Regions from separate parts of the Mus musculus genome. Here regions 1, 2 and 4 are each linked to region 3. Evidence: chromatin contacts called from public promoter capture Hi-C data. All regions are on one chromosome and are shown on one strand. Each heading gives the region's core, a stretch centred on a gene start, on an enhancer-like site or on the middle of the called end of the contact. The rest is flanking DNA. Distances are from core to core; before and after follow the strand shown.

Region 1 (3,342 bases), core at 805-3,304, 530 kb after region 3:
CACATGAGTATGTCACTGCGATCAGCAAATTGAAAGATCTTTTGGGGGAAAGTTTTCAGTCAGCAATAATAATAAGTTTTCAGTCAGCGATTCAATAATCGCCTCATTGGCTATGACACCACTGCACAGAGCTGTCCGGTCTTTTTGAAACCTCACTATGCAAAGAAAGGAAACTGTGGCTAACAAAGGGGTGGAGCTATAGCTGGCCCTCATTCAGAAGAAGGGGGCAGGGTCTGAATCTTAGTCCAAGAAGTCCCACCTCCTTCCCTGAAGACACCCAATCCCAGGGCAGGGGCTCCTGACAACCCACCTGTAAGGGCCCTGGCTGGGGAGGGGGGCGTTGCAATAGGGTCGCTGGTAACAGCCAAAATCATTGCCCACCCGAAGCACGGGGACACCTCCACTGCCACCGGTCAGGTCCTCACATGGCAGCTGATCCAGGGACAGGGGTAATGTCATATAGTGGCCGTCAGTCAGCAGCTGTGGGAAGGTCGGGATCTTAGCAGCAGTCTGTGGGTTCTGAAAGTCCCTGGAGGCTGGAGGAAAAAGGGACAGATAGAGGCAAGAGCAGGCTGTGGCCCTGTTAGGTCTATTAATAAGATAGGCGCTTGTGGCCAAATCTGCCGACCTACGTTTGATCCCCAGGACCCACAGGTTGGAAGGAGAGACCTGACTCCCTCAAGCTGTCCTCTGAATTGCCCACGATCACGTCTGGACTGCTACATACAATAAATAAGCAAGTGCAAGACAGTTATTTTAAAGGAATAGAGAGCAGCGGACTGCTTCTGTCCCAGGAAGCGATCTGCAGAGGGCGTGACCCCACTTCCCCAGGTGACATAATGGGTCTCGATCCCCATCGGGGCTCCAACAACTCAGGATCACACATGAGATATTTACATTAAAAATTCGTATTGGTAGCAAAATTACAGTTATGAAATAGCAATGAAATAATTTTTTTGTTGGGGTGGGGGTCACCACAGCATGAGGAACTGCGTTGAAGGGGCGTCAGCATTAGGAAGGTTGTACTTGCCTAGCAATGCATAAACCCTGGCCTCTATCCCTGGTACCACATGGACTGGCATGGTTGTGCATGCCCACCGTCCCAGCAATTGGAAGGTGGAGGCAGTAAGCTCAGAAGTTTAAGGTCACCTGGGCTACAGCAGACCCTGTCTCAAAAAAAAAAAAAAAAAAAGGACAGGCTTTGCCCACCTTGTGCTCAACACATCCCTGGCTAATCTAATCTACAGTCCTGACCCTCACACCCAGAGACAAGGTCAATGTTACCATCCACCCAGATCCTCGGGTATCTCTTCTCAGCCCATGCCCTCACCCCAAGACCCCAAGTCCTCAGCACGCACCATTGCTGAAAGCCACCACTAGCCAGATGGTGTCCTTAGTTGAGACATGCTCATCAAAGACGCACCGAGGCTGCTCCAGAGAGAATGTAGTGGCTGTGATCTTCCCTTCCAGGTCCCAGGCTGTTATCTGCGGCACGTAGGCAATCAGGTCTATAGCCATGGGGGACAAAGGTGAGAATCGAGATAAGCACTGCTGTTCTGTGGGGCTCCCCCTCCCCTCCCCGATTCTCTCGGTCCAGGAGGTGTAATAGGTTCCCAGAACCCTAGGTTTGGCTAAGGGCATCCATTGCAAGAGCTCCACTCACCTAGACTCAGGCTTTGGGGGAGCCACACGAGCACCAGGAGAAGCAGGGGCGGCGGAGGGTGAGGCTGCCACCGCGTTCGCACCATGACTGCCACAGCACTTGATCAGGCCTGACCAGGCTTAGGGGCTGGTCCTGTCTCACCCCACCTCCGACACCTCTGGCCTACAGTTGCTGGTCACTTGGACTGCCAGGAGAACAGGAAAGACCTGAACCTATGAGCTCACCCCTCCCTGCTCCCAGCCCACCCCAGGGAGGGGCTCAGTGGGCTCCTGAACAGGGGCCCCACTCCAGAACTAAGGGAGAGGAGCCATTTAGGGTTGGCCTTCACGTGACCCCCCAGTCACCTCCATCCCAAAGCTGATGTCTAAATTGTGGTACCACCTTACTCCCTGGCCCTGGGAGGGAGACTCCCCTCCTCTATCTGGGCCCAGAACCACATGCCTAGGATTCCTGAACTCTGGGTGCCAGGAGCCACCCTCTGGCCATCCATCCTTATCCAGGAAGTGAGGAGAGGGGAGAGCCTGTGTGGTAGGCTGGCCCTGACCTAGTCCAGCCCCAAAGCAGCTCCCAGACACTGCCTGCCCTCCATGTAGCCTGTGCCCAAGGAGATATGTCTTCCCCAGCTCGGAATGTCCGTTCCTTCTCCAGTGGAAGCACTAGTCCTCCGAAAGGACGGGACAGCCTTTGGTGACTGACAAACATTTTGTTTATACAAACCCTACAAGTCCTTTTTGTTTGTTTGTTTTGTTTTGTTTTGTCGAGACAGAGTTTCTCTGTGTAGCCTTGGCTGTCCTGGAACTCACTTTGTAGACCAGGCTGGCCTCGAACTCAGAAATCTGCCTGCCTCTGTCTCCTGAGTGCTAACCCTACGAGTCTTATTCTATGTCGTTTTAAGTTTGTTTGTCTGTTTTTGAGACAGGTTCCCATGTAGTACAGACTAGCCTCAAACTCACTATATAACAGAAGATGACTTTTGAACTCTTTTTTTTTTTTTTCTTTTTTCCTTTTTTGGTTTTTCCAGACAGGGTTTCTCTGTGTAGCCCCGACTGTCCTGGAACTCACTCTGTAGACCAGGCTGGCCTTGAACTCAAAGGTCCACCTGCCTCTGCCTCCCAAATGTTGGGATTAAAGGCGTGTGTCTCTCTCTGCCTGGCAGTCTTTGAACTTTTGATGCCCCTGTGATCACAGATAGGCACTGCTAGCTTCTGCAAGCAACCTGGCAACCAAACACACACACACACACACACACACACACACACACACACACACACACACCCGCTATAAGACCCACAGACCAGTGACCCTGTGTGTGTGTATGCTTTTCAAACAGATCTTGCTAAGAATCTCTGGCCAACTAGGAATTCTTGCTGTGTAGTCCAGGCTGGCCTTGAACTCATGATCTTCTTGCCACCTTTTTCCAAATTCTGGGATTCATGTGTGCACTACTACAGCAGCATGAATGTGCCTTTTTTGTTTGTTATTGAAGACCTGGTTGGTACACAGTTCCTTGCATCCATGCTGATGTAGTCACCTTTCCATTGCTATGACAAAACACCATGCCCAAGGCGACTTATAAAAGAAGCATTTAGTTGGGCTTGCTGTTTGGAGGGTTAGAGTCCATGATGGTGGAGCAATGGCGTGGCAGTAGAAATACGCAAAAGCTCACATACTGATCCTCA
Region 2 (3,295 bases), core at 52-2,551, 630 kb after region 3:
CCCAGCTGGCCTGGAGAACCTGGAGGCCAGGTTCACTTTGGTATGTTAAAAGTTAGTCAGCTGCTTGTTGTGGGTTCAAACAGTTGTCTCCTTTTTTTTTTTTTTTTTTTTTTTTTGAGCCGAGTGCTTTGTCTGCTTTGTGTATTGTTGTGTGCTAATGTACAAAGTCATTGGAACTGGGCCGGTGCTCAACGTGTTGAATGGATGAAGCAAAACTCTACAGTCAAGGCCATTGTGTTGGTGCATGCCTATAATTCCAGAACTTCGTCTAGAGTCACCTTAAGAAGTGTAAGACCCTACTTCAAACCAAACAACTCATAAAAACACAATGAAAATAAAATACGCAGTCAAAACTATAGCGGGTGTGCGTTCAGGCAGGCGTTGGTCCAGTTCACTGGAGAGGAAGAAGGGAGTCCCCCAGGGTCAGTCTGCAGGCAGCTACACCATTTAGGGAAAATAGGCAATATACCGGGCGGATATGTGTCATTCTATGATTTCATCCAGTTAAGTCCGATGTTAAAGTGCATCACTGGAGACTGCAACCATGGTGGGTGTGTGTTAGACAGTTGTCCAAGGGTTGCATCATTCACGCGGCCATCTCTAGGACAGGTTCACCTTTTCCATCTTTTCCATGGTGGTGGTTGGGCAGTTTGGATTTACGGTGTCTGTACTTCTTCTGCCTACTTTATATTCGTGTTTTTCCCCTACCCCTCCACCATGACCAGTTACTTCAGTTTCAGAGAGTCCAGATCTAAGGCCTTGACCTTTTCTTTCCTTCCAACTGCCCAGAGGCTATGGGGCGAGGCCGTGAATCAGCACTCGCTTAGGCTAGTGTAGACTGCTTCCCCGCCAGGGGTCCCCAGCGGCTGCGGGTTAGACCCTGCCCCCCATCCGGTCCGCCTCTGCCTGCGCGCAATGCCCACTGGGAGATGTAGTCTCCACCACCCCTTTGTCCTTGGTCTGCTCTGTAATTCAGCTTGCTGCAGGTCAAACTACAATTCCCAGGAGGTCACGCGCCAGAAGCTATGCAAAAAAAAAAAAAAAAAAAAAAAAAAGGGGGGGGGAGAGGCCCCCAGGGGGCAAGGAGAGGTGGGTTTGATGAAGCTGAGGATTTACGGTAAAGTGAAGAAAGGGGCACATTAGGGAGCAGTGTAGTACTGGGGATACACTGAGAAAATCGCAAAGAGCCACCGCGAATGTTCCAGTAGAAGAGAAGCCCAGTAAATGCAGGACCGGGCGGGACCGGGCGGGGCGCGCGCATGCGCGAGTAGGCGGTGACTTTTACGTCACCCGTGTGGGCGGGACCGCAGGGGGTTGTCCGCCCGCGGCACGCATTGGAGCCGCAGCCTCCTTGCGCCGGGTCCCGCGGTCGCAGCTCGTGCCGCCTCCTTCTCCTCCTCGTCTCAGTAGCTTGCTTCGTGGGTCGGTCCCTCCGACACACGAGCTCCAAGCCGCTCCTCTCTTTTCCTGAAGCCCTTCAAGGCGGTCTTCGGTTTCCTTCTTTCCAGCCGATCCTCTTCAGCCCTGTGAAGATGGTGGACCGCGAGCAACTGGTGCAGAAAGCCCGGCTGGCCGAGCAGGCGGAGCGCTACGACGATATGGCCGCGGCCATGAAGAACGTGAGTGTCTCCTCCCCTCCCCCCTGCCTCGCCCCAGCCTCTCCCGACACCGCGTTCCTCGGCGTGGAAGGCATGCTCCAGGGGCATGTTGTCTTGTCACGACTATAGGGTCACCTCTCCATCTCACTCCTTGGAGGGGTTGGGGACGGGGGCTCATGCACCCGAGTGGTGACGCGGCCTCTTTCCCAGCCTCTCCGAGTTCGGGGCTGGGGCGGGGTCTTGCGTGGCTGGTTTCTGCTGTGGGGTGGGGGTCTCTCTGTGACCCTGAATGTCCAGAGACCTGAGTTGGGGGCCGTGCGCATCCTTTGTGCCCCACTTCCCCTCCTCCCAGTTTAGGCGTGGGGGCGGGGGGACCGCATGGATGCGGTTCCTCTTTCTCTCCCTGGTGTCTGGGCGGCGCCTTCCCCATTCACTCAGCAGGTCTCCCAGTTTGCCGCCTCCCCACTCCATCACCCCCCCCCCCAATCTTTCCCACTGACACATCCTTTAAAGACGTTTCGGGAAGAAAAAAAATGTAGGACCCCCTCTCCTAAAAGAAAAAAGAAAAAAAAACCCAGCCTCAATGATGTAAAATCGAAACCACCTTTCTCACGTTTTTTTTTTTGTTTTTTTTTTTTTTAACAAAAGGCTTCCTTTTAACCATTCCCCAAAGCAAGTCTGTTAGGAAGGGAGGGATATGTGTGTTGCTGGCATTCCCATTCATGGCCCTCTATATAGCATCTTCATTTTTCATTTTATTTATTTTCCATTTCAAAGGGTTAACTATAATGCCTTTGAATGTTAACTGACTGAGATATGCAGTTTCTCTTTTAATTGCAGGCACGAGTCTGCAGAAATTCGTTTGAGTGTAAAAAAATATTCTGTCTGATCTGATACTGCAAACAAAGCGGTGGTGGGAGGCAGTATCAAGTCATTCCAGAAGATTCTGCATTTGTCATATTGCAGAGAGCCTAGACTGGGTGGAGGCTGGGAGGATTTATTTTAAAGGGGAAAAAGTCTTTTTAAAAGAATTTTTTTTTTTTTTGTTAAATGTATCCGAGGCTTTTTTTCTTCTGACCTAATGTATCCTCGTTCTGACGAGAAGGGAATACTGTCGCATTTTTGTCTGAGATGCAAAATCCTAACTAGTTGCACCATTTTGTCAGTTACTCTCAATTTATTAATGAATTGGGGACCAGTTTGCCAGCGGGGGTGGGGGGGAGGTGCTCAATATTCCAAAATTCAGTAGAAAAATTACTATTACAGTTTTCAAAAATTAATAATTGGGTTTTCCACTCTGTTAATATCTAACTTCCTATCTTATGTAACAAAGGTTGTTAAATACATCTCTGGTGTAAAGTGGGTGCTGGAGTGCCCCCTCCCTGTTAAACCTTACAAATGAAACCCGGAGAGAGAGAGAGAGAGAGACTATTTAATTTTAAATGATTTTTTTTCTTTGTTTTTTCAAAAGGCCAGGTGCTTATCCTTTCCTAATTAAATAAGCTACAGATGTTTTTTGTTTTACAAAAAATAATTGGTTTTAAAACCAGAAATACTATTGTATTAGTGTGTTGTTACAGTTGCCTTTTTTAAATAACAGTTAAACCATTAAAGGATACAAACTGGACTCTCAGTAGGTCACTAATGCTGGAAATGTCTTCAGTTTGTGATATCTAGACTCTAATTTTCCCCTATTT
Region 3 (2,954 bases), core at 423-2,922:
GGGTGTGGCCAAGTACGAGGAGCTGGGGTGGGCACGAGCATTGGGGCAGTGGTGTGTGTGTGTGTGTGTGTGTGTGTGGGGGGGGGGGGTACCCTGAGGACCCGAGTGTCGGGGAGCCGCTGCCCTCTACTGGGCGGTGCGAATGGAGCTGCAGCACGGGCGCCCGCGCGTTCCGGCTCCGGCGCCTGACTCCCTTGCAGCTCGCGGTCACCCGAGGTCCGCAGTGTCCCGCCTGGCGCCGCGTCACGGCATCCAGACTTGAGGTTGGCTCTGCGCCTCCTGACGCCCGCGCGCTCCCACGCACCTGCTTCGGGTGGCTTCTGCCCCTCAAAGGCTGCGACTTGGGAGTGCAGCCCGGTCCCGACCGCTGCATGGACACAGAGGCTTTTGGGTGCAGTTGCAAGACCCGGGAACACTTGTATTCTTTAAATCTCGGGGGGACTTTCATTTCCAACCTCGTTCTCCAAAAATATCGATCTCACCGCAACCGAATAACGCTAAGCCCTCAAACTTGGCTCAGAGAGCAATTATTTTCTACTGTCATGTTTGGTGTTCCATACAGACGTTATTTACATATAATTTTCAAGATTAAGGAATTTAGGGATTTGTCTTAACTAATTACACGTTCACCGAAGTGCAGCAAAGTGAAAACACTGTGTTCCTACTGTAAACGCAAACTCTCTGGTGTGAATAAATCCATTAAAGATGACGATCCTGAAACGCGTGCTTTGGGTCTAGAAGGAAATGTAAAGAGAACTTCCTTCCCCCCACTCCCGGTTTAAATGTGAGCGTTTTTGTTTTTTTTTTTTTTTCTTCTTCAAAACTTAGGAACGAGCGCTCAGTTTCAAGTGCACTGCACGCTCTCAAACTTTCTGCCTGCAAAGACGGAGGCGCGGAGTTGTGTGAACCCCAGAGGAAGTTTCTGGGGTTGTGTCGCAGAAGCATGGTTGGGACAGAGTTGTGCTCCAAGACTTGCCCCAGTCCTGGCGGACGCTGGAGCGGCTCTGAAGGGTGGGGAGGCCGTCGCCACTCGCTGATGTGTCCCGGTGCAAGTTGGGGATTGCAACGGAATGTGTAGGACGTGAATGGGAGTCGCGGCGGCAGCAGCCGCAGGCTCCAAGGCTTGGTGGTCAACCCCCTCCGCCCCCTTTACCACGACACAATTGCACTTCCTTGAATATGAAACACTGTTCACGACCGCTGTGGTCTGGAGGTCCCCCAGCTGGAGCGCATAGGGGAGCGGAGTGAGGTCACCCGCAGCCCCGGCGCGCGGGCTGGCCGGTGGGGTCCCGACCGCCGGCTGTGCAGGTGGGCTCCGCTCGCTCCACCGCGCGCACCGTGCGAAAGAGCGCAGCGCCCGCGCCCCGCTGCCGCAGCGCAGCCCACTGTCCTCAGGCGCGCAGAGCGAGGGGCACCTTATCCTAAAGCGCTGGCCACCGGCGACCGCGACCTTCCCGGGGGCGGGGGTGTTGGGGAGGGAGGGCGCCCTTTAGGTGAGCTGCGGGGTCCGGAGGAGACCCCGCAGCGCCCCCTCGAGGCCGGGCCGCCGTAGGGTCGCAGCGCGGCCTGGGAGGGGGGCTTGTGGCGGGGCGCGCGGGAAAAAGGGTGAGGGGTCGCGAGGGCCCCGGATGCCCGCGCTCGGGCTGTGGAGAGAGAGCGCGGCGCGCGCGCGTCAAGGCTGCCGCCGCCGCCGCCGCCGCGTTTCCCTCAGGCTTCGGACTCCATGGCTGAGGCGGTGGCGGCGGCGGCGGCGGCAGCGGCGGCGGCGCCGTGAGGAGGAAGGAGTCCGCGTCCGCGGTGGCTGAGGCGGCGGCCGGCTCCAGGCCGGGTTTTGGCGCCCGCCCGCCTGCTGCCTCCTGGCGGCTCCTGAACTCCAGCCCCCTCTCTATCAGCCTCTCACTCCGTCTCAATATGTCTCAAGATGGCGGCCAATGTGGGATCGATGTTTCAATATTGGAAGCGCTTTGATTTACAGCAGCTGCAGGTCAGGCTTCTCGGCGCTCGGCCTCGCGCCCGGGGGGTGAGGGCTGCGGGCGGTCGCGGCCTCCCTCAGGAAGGAGGGTGACACTCCGGGCTGCCAGGGCCCTGGCGGGGGTGCTGAGGCGACGGGGGAAAGCAGGAGGGGGGTGCCGGGAGAAGAGCGGGGCCGAGTCGGCGGCGAGTCCCTCGGGCTCCCCGGCTCTCATTGATCACTCGGCTTGATCAGAAATTGATCCTCTTTGTTCAATTCATCGATCAGCCCAAGATGGCGCCGGAGCCGCCAGCCGCCACCAACATCTTTGCCCCCCGGTGTCTGCCCCCTTCAACCCCGGAGGGTGTCTTCCTCCCCACCATCATCGCCATCATCATCCTCATCGTCCTCTCCGCCGCCGCCGCCTACCCCGCGCGCTGTCGTTGTCGCGGGACCCTGGTGGAGAGGAGGGGGGAGCGGCGGTCCCCCCCCCCCACGGGGGCTCAGTGGGAACTCGCGCGCGCTAAAGAGGGGGACGCGCCACGGGGTGGCTCTGGAGGGGTGGCAGGGCTGCAAAGAAGGGGAGCTGCGGGACGCTAGTCCCCCTCGCGCCAGTCACGTCCTTCCTTCCCCCCGGCTCAGCCCCGTCGTATTCCCGGGGAAAGTTTGTGGGGAGTTGCTGGTGGGGGGTGAAGCGCCTGTCTCTCTCTCTCTCTCTCTTTCCTCTGTCTCCTGGAGGAGAGAGTCGCGGACCGCCGCCGCCGCCGCCGCCACTGCCCCGCCGGCGCGGCGGAGCTGGAGCTGGTGGCGCTGTGGTGCCGCCGGCTCCGGGGGAGGGTCAGATCGGCCACCGGCGGCTGGCGGCGGTGGCGGCGACGGCCAGGCTGGCGGGTGGCCCCTTGTCGTGAAGACGGCGGGTGGCTTGGAGCTCCTGGCTGCTCCTTGATCGTTCCCCTTGGGCCCAGCTGCCACCATTCCTCTTTCCACTACTCCCGTAAGGGAT
Region 4 (3,309 bases), core at 436-2,935, 570 kb after region 3:
AGCTGCAAGGTTAACTTCCCCGCGGCTCTCACCTCCTCTTCACTGAAGAGCTGGCACCAAACTGTCCCTTCTTGATGAAAGCACCAGATCCTCAGAAGCAATAACTTGTCTGAGCTCCCATCTTGATAGGAACAGCAAACAAGAACCCGGCAAATCTGAGGCCTTGCTGACTCAGCCACACCGATTCCGAGGTACCTTTGCCAAAAAGATGATTAAGTCTTCAGTGAAGAATCGGCAAGAGAAAATGAGCGCACAGATGTTGGGTCCCGTGTGCTGTGGCTGGCAACTGGAAATTACCAGGCTTATTTTCCAACAGCTTGGGCAGGGAGCAGAAGCTAGGGACAGTCTTTCTCAGCCCACTCAATTAAACCCTTTCTCAGAAAAGTCTGCGTGAGGACTTCAGAAACCGGTCCCACGGATGGTCCATGAAGGAAATCAACACACCAGAGAGGATAAAAATTTGACCAAAGTCACACAGAAAATAAGCAAAGAGACTTGACACCTTGACCAACTGAAGTCAATCCTGATTCTCGTGGCTACTGGGAACTCTACATCACAGAACTGTTACTTTTGGGTTGTTGGGGGTTTTTTTGTTTTGTTTTGTTTTAAGCAGGGGCCACAGTATATAGCTTAGGGCTGGACTGGAACTCCTGAGTCTCCAGCTTCTGCCTCACAAGTGCTGAAATTACAGTCATAAATCACCACACCTGGCTAGCACTCTTTTGGGGAGTGAGAGGGATGTAATATAGTATCTTGTGATGAAGCACAGGCAAGCTTTAGCTACCCGCAAACCTTTGTCTCCCAAATACTGGGATTATAAATGTGCAACACATTGCTGGGCTCTCTAGAATTTTAAAGGGGCTAAGACGGCACGGAGAAAAGAGAGTTCATTAAAGGTCTTGCCTGTGAACACATTCCCATTCATGCCACTGTGGAGGCAAAGCTAACGCGGGCAACCCTGCAGCTGTGTGAGGGATAGGATGAAAAGCGGAGCTTCAAAACAGAGACACCCCAAAGTGCCCCAGAGACCCAGTCTGACACAGACCGAGAATGGAAAGGCAAACGCCTCCAAAGTCCAACTCTCTCAGACAGTGGTGGATCCCTATCGCCTGGATGTAACGCCCCCACACACACACAAACGCTCCAGGACTGAAACTGACCCCTCAGGGAGCCAGGGTAGCAATAGCCTCACTGCTCTTCCAGGTCCTGTAGGACTCAAACTGCCAGGGATGCGACCCCTGTCTCTGCAAAAAATAGGGCTCTTACCACACCCAGCCCAGTCCCCAACGCTCAGAGCGTCCCAACTGCGACTTCCCGCCTCCAGGACCCTGGTACCGAGGTGCCCAGGGCTCCCAACGCCCCCAGGACTCACCCATCCCGCCGGCACGGCCCTCCCTCCTCGCACGACCGCCCCCTTCCGGTCTCAGCTTGGCTCAATAGCCCCCTCTCCTCAACCCACCCACCCACCCTCGGGACCCCAGGCTGGGCGCCAGCAGGTGGCCCGCCCGTCCCGCTCACCGAGTCTGAGGGAAGCAGAAGGAACAGGTTGAGAGGACCGCCGACCTCCGGGCTCAGCTCCGGCTCGGCCTGGGAAGAACCCTCGAGTATGTCTCCGACTCCGAGCCGGAGGCAGCCGGAGTGAAACTCGGCGTCGCAGCCTCCAAGCACCGCGCTGCGCATGTCCACCTCACGCAGTGCCTTCTGGGAAATGTAGTTCTGATGAAGCTGAGTGGGCTGAACCAAAGCACACCAGCAGATATAAATGTACCCAGCCTTCTCTTTCTCCTACTGACTTACTCCCTCGCTAATCACTGATGCATTTGATTTTTAATAATTTTTATATTTCTTTTTATTATGTGTGTATATTCTGGAGGGGGGTGTACTTACAGAGGTCAAAGAACAACTTTAGGAGTCCGTTCTCCGTGTCCACCTTCACGTGGGTTCCACGGATCGAACTCAAGGTGTCAGGCTTGTCAGCAAATGCCTTTACCCTCTGAGCCCTATCGCCAACCCTGATTTTTCCTTTTGTGGTGTTGAGGATCAAAGTTAATGCAAGCACAGTAGACAAGTGTTCTACTACTAATTAATCCCCAGCTATAAGAGTCCACTTGTAGGGGTGGAAGGGGTCCAGGATCTCATGTACCTCGGAGTGGCTTTGAATTTGTGATGTAAGCCTAGGCTGCTCTTAAACTCTTGAACCTCCTGCCTCTGCTTCCTAATTGCTGAGCTTACAAGCACAGTCTTTAAAAACATAGATTTAAAATTTTTAAATAAGAAAAGAATCTATTAAAAAATGTTAAGCCGGGCGTGGTGGCGCATGCCTTTAATCCCAGCACTCAGGAGGCAGAGGCAGGCAGATTTCTGAGTTCGAGGCCAGCCTGGTCTACAAAGTGAGTTCCAGGACAGCCAGGGCTACACAGAGAAACCCTGTCTCGAAAAACAAACAAACAAACAAAAAACAAAAAACAAAAAAAAAAGTTAAACCTTGGCTTAAGTTGGCCTGGCTCAGTGGTAGAGCACTTATCTATCGAGTAGGCAGAAGACCCTGGATTTGCAAAAGAAGTCCTTAAAATTCCACTTCACAGAGCCTGTTCCATTCCCAGAACCTGCTCCCGGCTCACCAAGCAGAAAAGATGAACACAGCTAGAGAAGTCAAGGAGGCCTGGCCTCAGCAGTGTCACTGAGGAGCAGGGGTGCTTGCTACTGTTTTGCTTGGAAAGGCAGAATTGTGTTGCTTCCTGCCTCTGCTAATTGGTCTCCATCTGACACTGCAGAGGGACAGTCTGATAAGACACAGCTGCTTTGCTCATTATTTCTGATGAATGGATGGCACCTGGCATTTCCTAGTGCCGATGGTAGCCACCAAGGACCCACGTATAATCTATACAGCCAGAAAGATCTTAATGACTTCACAGCCCAAAGAAAACGTGTCTGTCCCCAAAAGCTCTACATAAGTCCCTCCTAGTGGAAGTAGGGGGATTTTTTGTTTATTTGTTTTGGAGACAGGGTGTCTTAGCACCTGGCTTCAGAGATGGCCTGCAACTACTAATCCCCCTGTCTCACCTTCTGAGATTGCAGGTGTGTACTGTTGTTCCCAGCTATAGAGGAGGACCAGGCAGGGGGAGCGGGGGGGGGGGGGGGGGGGGTTACCCAGGGCTTCCTGCACACTAAGCAAGCTCTCTGCTGACTCAGGCATATCCCCAGCCCTCCTAGCCTTAAATGGACTCCTGTCTGCTGATTTCCATTTTGCATCCATGAACTTACAAATAAGGACTCCTATTTTTTATTATTCTCATTTTTTTTTTTTTG

The links. Promoter capture Hi-C pulls out the DNA fragments that hold promoters and counts their contacts. Capture Hi-C pulls out chosen DNA fragments and counts their contacts.
Region 1: a contact with region 3 is called in a promoter capture Hi-C map of adipose tissue. The contact joins the promoter of Upk3b here to the promoter of Cux1 in region 3. A contact is called at or near these places in 3 of 39 promoter capture datasets (hippocampal neurons, neural stem cells and pre-B cells) and 1 of 9 other capture datasets (adipose tissue).
Region 2: a contact with region 3 is called in a promoter capture Hi-C map of pre-B cells, with 2.9 times the contacts expected there. The contact joins the promoter of Ywhag here to the promoter of Cux1 in region 3. A contact is called at or near these places in 1 of 39 promoter capture datasets (pre-B cells) and 1 of 115 datasets of contacts at active chromatin or transcription factors (memory CD8 T cells).
Region 4: a promoter capture Hi-C map of pre-B cells shows a contact between it and region 3, with 4 times the contacts expected there. The contact joins the promoter of Dtx2 here to the promoter of Cux1 in region 3. A contact is called at or near these places in 5 of 39 promoter capture datasets (cranial neural crest, liver, neutrophils and 1 more) and 1 of 484 Hi-C or Micro-C datasets (embryonic stem cells).

Annotation. Positions count from the first base shown.
Region 1 is chr5:136,037,208-136,040,549 of GRCm38.p6, reverse strand. Upk3b (uroplakin 3B) reads right to left here and starts at 2,054. Exons shown (of 6, transcript NM_175309.4): 1 at 1,664-2,054; 2 at 1,359-1,508; 3 at 311-536. The coding sequence starts at 1,748.
Region 2 is chr5:135,932,647-135,935,941 of GRCm38.p6, reverse strand. It overlaps Ywhag (tyrosine 3-monooxygenase/tryptophan 5-monooxygenase activation protein, gamma polypeptide), which reads left to right and starts at 1,301. Exons shown (of 2, transcript NM_018871.3): 1 at 1,301-1,619. The coding sequence starts at 1,533. Gm40346 (a long non-coding RNA gene) reads left to right here and starts at 1,626. Exons shown (of 2, transcript XR_868594.2): 1 at 1,626-3,295.
Region 3 is chr5:136,566,208-136,569,161 of GRCm38.p6, reverse strand. Cux1 (cut-like homeobox 1) reads left to right here and starts at 1,672. Exons shown (of 23, transcript NM_001291234.1): 1 at 1,672-1,984. The coding sequence starts at 1,922.
Region 4 is chr5:135,993,176-135,996,484 of GRCm38.p6, reverse strand. It overlaps Dtx2 (deltex 2, E3 ubiquitin ligase), which reads right to left and starts at 1,685. Exons shown (of 11, transcript NM_001256096.1): 1 at 1,519-1,685; 2 at 33-195.